2 separate regions of the Mus musculus genome follow, and region 2 is linked to region 1. Evidence: chromatin contacts called from public HiChIP or PLAC-seq data. All regions are on one chromosome and are shown on one strand. Each heading gives the region's core, a stretch centred on a gene start, on an enhancer-like site or on the middle of the called end of the contact. The rest is flanking DNA. Distances are from core to core; before and after follow the strand shown.

Evidence for each region. HiChIP or PLAC-seq counts read pairs in DNA pulled down with a chosen protein or histone mark.
Region 2: a contact with region 1 is called in an H3K27ac HiChIP or PLAC-seq map of embryonic stem cells, with 6 read pairs. The contact joins the promoter of Mmd2 here to the promoter of Papolb in region 1. A contact is called at or near these places in 8 of 39 promoter capture datasets (the 3T3-L1 cell line, the HPC-7 cell line, embryonic stem cells and 5 more), 1 of 15 datasets of contacts at CTCF or cohesin (the NIH/3T3 cell line), 2 of 115 datasets of contacts at active chromatin or transcription factors (embryonic stem cells and intestinal villus epithelium) and 3 of 9 other capture datasets (adipose tissue, liver and pancreatic islet).

The regions. Positions count from the first base shown.
Region 1 is chr5:142,525,629-142,531,513 of GRCm38.p6, forward strand. Papolb (poly (A) polymerase beta (testis specific)) reads right to left here and starts at 4,448. Exons shown (of 1, transcript NM_019943.2): 1 at 2,112-4,448. The coding sequence starts at 4,258. The coding sequence ends at 2,330. All of the region lies in intron 2 of Radil (Ras association and DIL domains), which reads right to left.
Region 2 is chr5:142,606,927-142,612,439 of GRCm38.p6, forward strand. Mmd2 (monocyte to macrophage differentiation-associated 2) reads right to left here and starts at 1,826. Exons shown (of 7, transcript NM_175217.6): 1 at 1,632-1,826. The coding sequence starts at 1,681.

The sequences.
Region 1 (5,885 bases), core at 3,198-5,697:
CACTACACCCTGTGCTTTCCATGTCATACAGTCACCCACCAGCCCTGCCTCCTCCTTCAGAACAGTGGAGAAGTTCTGGGTCCAGGGATGCAGCTCTATGGCAGAGCGCTTGCCTCGTGCATATAAGGCATTGGGTTCCATCTCAAGAACTCTAAAAAAAGAAAAATGACATCTGAATTCTTAGACCAGACTTAAACATCTGGCCAGTGTTTTAGTTCCAGGTTGTTTGGCATTTATTTTTATTGTGTTTGTAATGGAGAAATACATTATCTGCTTTCAAAATCGTGCTCGAAAATACAAGGAGTACAGATACCACGTAACAGAAAACTCCAGTCAGGAGACGCTATGCACATCACATGAAAAAATAGTCTGGTATTCACGTAATAAAAACTAGACTTCAAAAGTCCCAAGTTTCCAGCTTGGTTTAAAAAAAAAACAGGCATATTTACACAAAACATTTAATAAACATTTTTCCAGTGTGTAAACAAAATGAGGAGACTAAATTTGTGCCTGGCTGTCTCCAGCAGACACCATGGCTGTTTGGAATGCAGGAGCCATGCACTTTCTTATGCTGGTGGAAGGGCAGGGTGAACATGCACAGAGCAGAGGTGTGACAGAAAGAGGTCCGGCAGTCTGGTTATCAGAAAGTCTCAATTACTGCTCAGTTTAAAAGGGAAAAAGACTATAGTCCAACACTAAAAATTAATCTAGAAGGACAAGAAGGGTTAAACAATTCTGACTTGACATGGGAGAAAACAGGCAGAACAGAAAGGAGTTTTAGAGGGAAAGGGAGAGACAGACCTGGATGCTTGGAAGAGTTGTTAAGTTTGCTGTATCTGGATTAAGAAGACTAAAGCTATCATTCAGTGACATCCTTTGGCCTTTATAGTTACTACATCCGGGGACTCTGCTCCTTTATTGAGAAACAGCTCTAATTTATAGTATCCCTGAGACTTGGTAAAAGAGTAGAAAGCTGACTAGATGTCAAGAGCTTTGTGGAAATTATTTTTTTGTATGACTGTACACATATAATCTGATCAATTTTGGTACTACATTAAAATAAAACATGGCTTAAACTTCTTAAGAGTAAAAAATGCCTTTTTGCCTACATATTTAAACTTGGAAACTAGTTTTCTTCCAAAGCAGATACTCTGTGATCTAGAAAATCTCACATCCATGGAGATCAAGAACAGAACACTGACCCAAGTTTTCCTGAGATATTTTAACCATGAAGTCAGAATTTGATGTTTTGTGTCATGTGGCCAAAAATCTTTTGTATTTGCATTACAATTTAGATATTAATATTCTGGACTTTTAAGAAGCAGCATGCATGCTTGCATGCTTAATGCAAAGAGGATGAAGTTTTTGTTTGAGGACAAATGATTAAGAAAAAAGGAATGTGGAACTGAGAAAATACCTAGCTGATTATACATTCTTCCAAACAATTCTACAGATAAAACCCATATACCATTTCTTGATCTTCTCCCACAGAAACCAAATACTTAGTAACTATGGTTTTGATGTCAAATGAATGCCCTCGAAGATTACATTCCATCTTAGAGGGTGTAGACGCCTCCTGGGAACTGAGATACATATTTCATACTTTCTCAAGTATATTACTACAAAAATAGCATGCGACTTTAAGATTAGTAAAGAAACCTTTTCGGGGAGGAAAAAAAGGTGAAAATTCACCAAAGTGGAAAGTCAAAAATTAGTTCTAGTTCCTAATGGAAAAATTTTAAATCCCATAAAGTACTATAATAAGGGTTCTGATAGTTTGTATTGCAAATTTCCCAACAATGGATCAAACATAAATCCAATTCTAATGTCAGTCAAGGACAGAAATGAATACAGCTAGAGGGGATTTTCCTCTTTTCTAATCAGAGCTCTCTGAAATAATGTAACTACTATCAACATGCTAATGGTCTGAGGCATGAGTAACAGTACTGGTTTTGAATGCTAATCTGGACTTCAAGATTAGGCCAGCAAAAAAAGTTACTAATGGAGTATGAATCTATTTTGAGTCAAATCTAGCCTGGTTCCCTCATTTTCCTTTAACATCCGAAAGCGACAAGTTCAATTTGCAAGAATTTGTGTAAGGGCCTTTGAGATAGTTTCTATCCATTCAATCTGTTTTATTGAACTCTCAATAAAAGGAATAGGATCTCTAGGAAAAACAGGGATACCGGGCTTATCTGTTCCCAGGTGTTTCCTGAGAGGCCAACAGAGAAGCTGCTGTCTGAGTGGTGTCTAAGCGGGACTCATCTATCTGGTTCTTCCCTTCTGTTGGGTTTCTTGTTTCTTTCTTCTTATCAGCTGAGACTGTCTTCTAGACTCCTAGTATAGGATTGGGTATGTTCGTTGCTGTATTTCCTGAAGGTCTAGATGGATGGTTTACCAGATGTGTCGAAGAAACCACTCTGGTCATTGTAGGCTTAGGTGGTGGTGAAATGGTAGGTTGTGAGGGAATCTGAGGGATGCTTTCACTCAGTGCAATTCCTGAGCTTTCTATGGGATTCACATGCTGCAAGGAAACATCAGGAAACTGTATGTTGGTCACAGATGCTGCCATAACAGCCAGAGCAGGACTGTTTCTGCCCTGAGGGTTTCCAGTCAGTGGACCTGTCTTCATAGTGCCAGTAGGTGAAGGAGCAGTCATGCTGTTTTCACTGTCTATAGACAAGAGAAGGCTGCTGTCAGTCACAGCTGTCAGCCTTACACTTTCTGTTAAATGGGTTTCCTTTTTCTGAAGAACATGATTTGGAAGTAGCTGATGAAGTTCCTTCCTTCTTAGATGCATTGCAGCAATCTTCATATCCATCTCAAACATCTTACTATTTATTGCTTGTCTGTACACTGTATCTGTGAAAGACTGAATATCATAGGTGAGATCAATACTGAGAATTTCAGAGTTTTCTGGCTTCTTCAACACTAACCCGATCACCCACATAGTACGAAATTCTTCCTTGTCAGCAGTTTCTTTTGGTGCTGGAAACGACTGAGGATTCACATGAGCCAGAGTAATGAACTCATTCTTTTCCAGGCTCCCAACCAGGATTCGGATCTTTGATTCCACCAAGCCCACCCACTCTAAATGTTGTTTCTCTGTTGGCGCACTTGCCAGAAGTACAATATAATGCTTGTATTTTTGAAAAAAGCTTGGAGCTTCAAAAAGTTTGGACCATTCTGCCTTATTCAGCAGAATTTCATGTGTGATAGCAAGTCCTTGTTTAAACTCCTCAATCATGACCATCCTGGTCGAAACAGACACATTGTACGTGGAGTTCTGCTGTGGGTATGCTGGTGTAATTATAGGCATAAGATGGTACCTGTCACTAGGATTCACTCTTGGGTCCCATACAGGCAAGTTAAGATTTCGTTCTTCTGGTTCTTTTAACAACACTGGATTTGGCCATTCCCACTCAGAAAACACCAAGAAAAATTTTCGCACAAGAGTGGATGCTATTGCATTTGGGTAAAGCTGGCAAGTTCTTGCTACTAGCATAGCCCAGGAAACACCTCCAAGGAAACCCAATATATTGGAATAGATGTTGTGGCATTTGGCCCATAATTTGATGGCTCTCAGTGTTAACCTGAAGCTGTCAATGTTTGGTACTAGATGTAAAATCTCATCAGTTACCCGGCAACCGTTAAGGCTTCTTATGCACCTAATATCTAAATTTTTAAGCAGACTATCATCTCGTAGGTCCAAATCTTCTGGAATAGTCTGCAATGCTAATCTTGCAAACAAAATATCAATCTCTATTCCATCAAAACACAGTTTGATAACCGGCACAAAGGCCTCCTCAACAGCTCTTAAATCTTTTACTTCCTCTTGTAGTTTCAATTTGTCATAGAAGGAGGTGAAAAAGTCATTTCGATCCACGTGTCTTGGTGCAACGCACAAAGCATCGATATCTGCACCTTTCGTGTGTACTCCTAATCGGTAAGAGCCGAACGTAAAAATTTTCCCCCCAACATTCTCAATTACAGCTTGTGGAAGATTCCTGCTTTCACTGATTTCTCGGATCCATTCCTTCACCAGATTATTTAATTTCTGCAAAATTAAAATCCTGCGCTGCAGTTCCTCTTCCTCTTCAAACACCCCGAAGGGCTGGAGGGTCTCGATCAGCTTCTGGGTGAGTTCGCGGTCTGTGTCCTTGGGGGCGGCCAGGCTGATGGGGGACGATATGCCGAACTGCTTCGGGGCGGGAGCCGGTTGTTGTGCTCCTTGGGTGGTCACCGCAAATGGCATCATCTCTAGCTCCCGCGCCGCCAGGGCACCTGCCCCGCCACCGCGACCTCGACGGCCTCTGCTCGGCTCATGATCCGAAGGCGCGAGGGGCGGGCTCCTGCCGGCCGGCCCTGTCGGCCCCCGCTCCGCTCCGAGCCCGCCGCCTCAAGCGCTTCCCCTGGTATCCCTCCGGGCCAACATGGCGCCGGGCTCCTCAGCGGTCGCGTTCCAGAACCGACGGCACACGCACGCACCGGCCGATGCCGCTGCCGCTCTCACGAGATTGGAGGAAATTCTCGCGCTAGAAGGCTTCCGGAAGAGCTCCATCCCGGCCCGGCCTGCCCGGTTCTGAGAAGTCTCTCTTGAGGGACAATGCACTGTCCTCTATCCCCAAGCAGGTTCCAGAGGATGCTCCAGCTAGGCCCAGGGCGACAGTGGTGCTCTCATCAGGCCTGGTGTCACTTCTTGGGGTGGCTTCTACTTTCCCTGGCTCCTGCTGAGAAGTTACCATCAAGCCAAAACTATGGCCCTTTCGTCGTCTTCTGCCAGCCCATACTCAGATTTCTGTTCTCAGTATCCCACAGTTCCACTGCTGTGTGCGTGCGTGCAAGGTGAATATACTCAATTTACAAGGGCGCGCTGGATTTCCTGCATCAGAGCAAGAAGTCCTTTTTATTTTGTGGCCTCTAGAAGATTCCCACGCCTATGCTTGGAATATGCTCTTCCCGACATTCTCTTTGTTCTCTTCGTTTGGATACAGGATAAACCTTCCCATTCTTCCCGTGCTCCAGATCTGTGCTTGTTCCTGGGTGACGCCAGATCTCCCACTTCTCCATTCTCACTTAAGTTATATATAGTGTGCAGTTGAAGCACCACTGAAGTGCACTCTTTGCTTTTGTGGTATTGGGATCCAAGCGCCTCACACACTACCACTGAGAGAACCAACTTACATATTCTTTTAAATACTTACCTTTGTGTTACTGGTAGCATAATTGTTCCAGTTTCACTCCTGTTGCTGACAAAAAAAAAAACAAACGAAAACACAACTTAGGGGTAAAGGGTTTATTTGGCTTACAATTCCAGGTTACCGTCAGTTACAGGGAAGGTGAGAAGAACTTAAGATATCTAGCCACATCACACTCAGTCAAGAGCAGTGAGAACAAATGTACCCATGCCTGCTTCCTGTCATCCATCTATCTATTTCTCCTGTTTATACAGTCCAGGGTCCCTTGCCTAAGGACGGGAATGCCCACAATGGGCTGGATCTCCTGTGTAAATGAACACTCAGGACAGTCCCCTACAGACACACCCACAAGTCTACTGGATCTAGGTAATTCCTCATTAAGAATCTCTTCCCAGGGCTGGAAAGGTGGCTCAGAAGAAGGATGGGAGGAGGAGAAGGCACCACTGTTGCTTTTCCAGGATAGGAGATTGGTTCCCTATGATACCTCTGGCCTCTGATGGCACATGCTTACACATAATTAAAACTTGGAAACTTGGAAAACCTTTTTTTTTCAAGACAGGGTTTCTCTGTATAGCCCTGGCTGTCCTGGAACTCACTTTGTAGACCAGGCTGGGCTCGAACTCAGAAATCCACCTGCCTCTGCCTCCCGAGTGCTGGGATTAAAGGCGAAAACATTTTTTTAAAAAA
Region 2 (5,513 bases), core at 576-3,075, 79 kb after region 1:
TTGAGTGGTAAACACCCTACCAGCTGGGCTCTTTTTCCAGCCCTATATCTGCTTTCCGTTGCCGGAACAGAACACCCGAGACATGCTAGCTGAAAGAATTAGAAGTTTGTGGGCCGGGGAAGTAGCTCAGTAGACTCGTCTACCATGCACAAGGCACTGGGTTCAGTCCCCAGCATTGCATCCATAAACCTAACCCAGCACTTAGATCGGGAATTTGAGACCATCCCCAGCTGTGAGTTAGGGACCAGCTTAGGATCCACAGAACAGAGGCTCTGGAGACTGGAACATCCAAGTCTATTGCTGGCTTCAGTTCTGGGGCAGTAAATCTGCAAGTGTGCAGAGAAATGGTGAGCCTGGAGGCTCACCATTTACTCAAGTGAAACAGTTCTATCTCCTACGACCGGGTCTTTTCTCAAAGGCCTATCTCTCCATCCGCCACAGAGGCAATCACATCTCCATGAGCAGCCAGGCATACCAGCCCACACTTGTAATCCCAGCCTTCAGGAGGCTGAGGCCAAAGGACTGCTGTCCGTGTAAGGCTGACCTGGGCCACATAGTGTGTTTCAGAGAAGCCTGGGCTACTAGGCTATAGAATGAGACATTTTTTAAAAATAAAATTAAAAAAAGGACTAGGAAAGGCATGACAAGATGGCTCAGCAAGTCACGGAGTTTGCCACAAAAGCCTGGAGACCAGGGTTCAATCTCTGGAATTCATAGATAGTGGGAAGGAAAGATTCAACTCCACAACATTGTCTGACCTCCATATATGTGTGGGGTACACAACCCCACATGCAATAAAAATAATAGTAATAATAATGATACTCGTTCAAGACAACCAAATCAAATCAAAATGCACACCAGATAATGAAAACTTCGTATTAAAAAAACACAATGCAAAATAACTCACAACTAACGTGTTCAGATGGGAATCAGGTATACAAAATGTTAACTAAAATATACTCTTGTGAGTCCCAGCCCTAATTTCAGCATCCAGGGGGGCTAAGGCTGAAGAATTAAGTTCAAGACAAGCCTGGGCTACATAGTGAGATCAAGGCCAGCCTAGGGTATGTAGCAAGACTGTCTCGAAAACAGGAAAAGAAGGACCAGTGTTCCCGAGCTAGACAGAGCTCTGTGAGGTCAAAGGACAGCTTGGTCTACAAAGGAGGGTCCAAGCCAGCCAGGACTACTATAGTGAGACCTGACTCAAAAAATAAATAAATAAAATAAAAGAAAGAAAAGAAAAGAAATCTGGGTTCAGGGAGGACCCCAGAGAGCTCCACAGGGATGGAGCAGTTCCCCCACCCTTAGATTTGCTTTCTAAGGATCATCTCATATAATCCTCCGTGGTTCCGAATGGTGGAGACTCTCAGAGTTCACCGGGTCGCAAATGTGGAAACTGAGCTTTGGACCGAAGAAGCACCTCGCCCAGGGGAAAAAGGAAACTCGGAGAATCCGCTGCGCTGAGCGCAAAAGCGGGGTGACAATTACCACTCCGTTATGAAGAAGCTGGGTTGTTCTAGCCCCAGGCAACGGGGTCTGTGCATCGAGCCCAGTTCTCCAGACAGTGGGGAAAGGAAAGAAGGATCTTGGTGTCCTGGCCCCTGTCTATCACCCCCTGACCCGCTACTCACCTTGCATATTTGGTTTTCTGGAAATCCAGCAGCCTGGCCAGAGTGAACATCGCCGCGGTTCCATCAGCGCCCAGACCAGGGCTGGGACGCGGGAACACCAGGAGCCGCTTCGGGAGGCGCAGCAGGTTGGAAAGGTGTCAGATCCTCGGGCTGCTCCAGGGCCTTGAACAGACCCGATCAGTTGCCTCCGGAGCCCCGAGCCCCTGAGCCTGGAGTCTCCCGGATCGCAAATCCCGAGCAGATGGTGGCGGGGGCGGGGCGGGGGCGGGATATGGGGGGGACTTGGGCGCACGCTGCCAATCGCCCGGCTGGGAGGCCCCCTCCCTCCTGCTAGCTTCTCCCCGGGTCCCCTCCACCCCATTGCTGTTCTAGCCAGCAGAAGACAGCTTGGACTAGACTGAACTGCCTCTGTTACGGCTTGCCATCCGGGCAGCACTGCAAAGCCACAGGGGACGCCTGGGGACCGAACTAGGTGGCACCCTCAGTTTACTTATTGCAGGCTCTTAGCCCTGAATCCACCCTACCATCCAGGACTCTGTGTCTCTAGGAACCATCTTGCTCCACCCCCTCCCATTCCACCTTCGCCGCTGCTCCCCTCCCCCCTGCCCCCTGCCCCAATCCCCATTCACATCCACATCCCAGTACCAAGATGGGGACATTCCATCATGTTCAGAATCTACAGCCCCAAGTCTATCCTCATGTCTTCAAACTCCAGTTTTCTTTTTATTATTACTTTATTGCATTTTAATATTTTAAAGCATTTATTTTTAATTTATGTGTGTATATGTGCGCAGGGTGGGGGTGGGGCTATGTGCATATGTGAGTGCAAGTGTGTGGAGATAAGAAGTCTGGGATCCCCAGGAGCGGGAGTTAGGGGCAGTTGTGAGGCAACCGAAGCGGGTGTTGGGATTCGAACTCCAATCCTCTGTATGCACAGGAAGCACTCAACCGCTGAGCAAGCTCTCCAGCCGCCTGCAGTTACGTATTTATCATGCGTGTAGAGGGCAGAAGGCAACTTGCAGGAGTTAGCTTTGTTCCTACACCATGGACAACTTAGGGACAAAACTCAGGTCTTCCGGCTTGAAGACAAGCATCTTTACCTGTTGAGCTGGCTCACCAGCCACCAGATTCAGCTTTCTGCTTTAGGGGGGGGCGTGACATCTTTGGAGGACGTGGGAACCCAATCTGTCTCTGAACATTTTGAACACCCCTTGAGGGAGCTGCAGGGGCAAGATGGTCTTTGGTGTTCATGACAGCTACTATTGTTGACTTTCCACTTGGCAGGATCTAGAATCACCAAAGATACAACCTCTGGGCATGTCTGTGAGGGATCTTATTGGTTGGGTAAGGGAAGGAAGGCCACCCCTAAATGTGAGCTGGACCTTGATCCTGGGCTGGGGGCTGGCCTTGAATAAAAGAAATATTGTGAACTTAATGCCAGAGTTCCTGTCTCCTAGATTCTTTTTGTTGTTGGTGGTGGCGGTTTTGTTTTTAGAGATAGGGTTTCTCTGGGTCGCCCTGGCTACCACTCTGTAGACCAGGCTGCCCTTGAACTCAGAGATCCACTTACCTCTGCCTCAATGCTGGGATTAAAGGTGTGCATCACCCCGGCCCAGCATCTCTCTGCTTCTTGACCATGTATGCAAGGTGACCAGATGGGTCCCCAAATTGACGACAAGTCCTCTCCTCCTCCACCATGGCTTCCCCCTTCCTAAGTCCATAGCCCCCTGATCGTCTCAATTTGCTTATTTTTACCCAGTGCTACAGGTTGAATTCAGGCTCCAGCACATGCTAGATGGACACTCCATGATTAGATTACATCTCTGGTCCCCTTTCACTTTTTTTTTTTTTTTTTTCAGATAGCCAGGCAAACTTACTCAAGCTGGCCTTGAACCCACTCTGTAGCCCAGGCTGACAGTGAACTTGTGATCCTCCTATCTTCGGCCTCCCAAGTGGCTGGGAACAAGGCCTCCTAAGTGGCCTTGCTCTAGTTCTTGTTTGGAATGCTGAGAAAAGAACACCCACACCTTCTGGGTCAAGGGAGCAGAAAGAAGAAGCAGACTGACAGAAGACTGCCTGGTCCACCTCTGCCTTCCTCTGCTGGGCCGGGCGTGGGCAAAGCCAGAGGGCTACAGGGAGATGGTGCAGAGCGAGGAGATCATGGCAGGAGTGGCAGTACCTGGGGGAGGGGTGGGGAGGATGAAGATGCTGAAGGAAGAGGCAAAAAGGAGGACCCTGGGTGCTTACATGTAAGACTGACCAGCCTCAGTTGCTGGCTTAGAAATTCAAGACATCTAACATGCTCATCCCACCACATGGGATACAAAGAAAGCCAGGACAATTTAGCAAGATCTTATCTCAATGAAGAAATCAAAAGAGAGCAGGGCATATTACTCCCAGTAGATCACTGCCTAGAATCCCCTAGTGAGGGGCTGGGACCGTGGCTCAGTGGTAGAGCCCCTCCCTAGAATCCCCCAGTGAGGGGCTGGGGTGTGGCTCAGTAGTAGAGCCCCTGCCTAGAATCCCCCAGTGAGGGGCTGGGGGTGTGGCTCAGTGGTAGAGCCCCTGCCTAGAATCCCCCAGTGAGAGGCTAGGGTGTGGCTTACCAGTAGAAAGTCTACTTAGCGTGTGTGAGCCCCTGAATTCAGTTCCCAATATATAGGAGTGAAAAAAAATTAACAAAAATGTCACAATTAAACTAATTACTCTTTATGCTAACTTTAAAAACTAATTTTAAAAATGATGCAGAAGGCCAAGTAGTGGTGGTGCACATCTTTAATCCCAACACTTGGGAGGAAGAAACAGACAGAGCTCTGAGTTCAAAGCCAGCCTGATCTACAGAATGAGTTCAAGATCAACTAGGGCTACACAAAAAAACCCTGTCTTAAAACTGGGGTGGAGGAGGGGGGGATAAAAAAGAAAAAGAAAAGAAAGAGAAAAAGAGGCAGAAGGAATGGCTAGAAGACTATTATTTATATTATGTATATTTATATATCCTAATTGAGTTGGGGACACATGTTTGTTTGCAACTCATGGTAAAATTGACAAAGCTAGATGTAGTGGTTAAAACCTGTAATTCCAGAATTCAGAAGGCTGAACCAAGAGGATCTTGTGTTCGAGAGTAACCCGAGCCACAAAGTAAGAAGATGACAACAGAGGAGGGGGGGGGTGAGGGCGAGGAAAGAGGAGAAGGTGGTGGTGGAGGAGGAGAAGGAGCAGGAGGGGAAACCCAGCATGGGGGGGGGGGTTGGTGAGACAACTTAATGCACAACATTCTTGCCATGCAAGCAGGAGGACTTGAGTTCAAGTCCCCAGTACTCACATATAATCTGGGTACAGTGGCATGACTCTATAACCCCAGTTCTAGAGACACAGGGACATTTGGTTTAGGGAACTTCTGGCCAGCCAGCCTCACCCAGCTGGGAAGCTCCGACTGGATGAGAAACCTTGACCCAAGAATTAGGTCGTGGACTGGAGATAGCGCCATGATTAAGAGCACCTGCTGTTCTTGCAGAGGGCCCAGGTTTGGTTCCTAGCACCCACATGGTAGCTAAAAACCACCCTTAGCTCCAGTTAAGGGGATCTGGTTCCCTCTTCCAGCCTCTGTGGACACTAGACATGCCTGCAGTGCACATACGTACATGCAGGGAAAACACTCATAGCATAAAATAAAAATAATAAACCTTTTTTAAAAAAAAGATGGAAAGCAACAGAAAAAAAAAAAGATCCAATCTTGACCTATGTGGACAAGGGTGGATACACACACAGAACAGAGTGAGCCAGGCTTATGTGACCAAAATAGTATGGTATGAGTAGAAGACACTGGAATTCAGGGGGACCAAAAACATTCCTGAAGGATATGGCGCATGGGCACAGGCTATC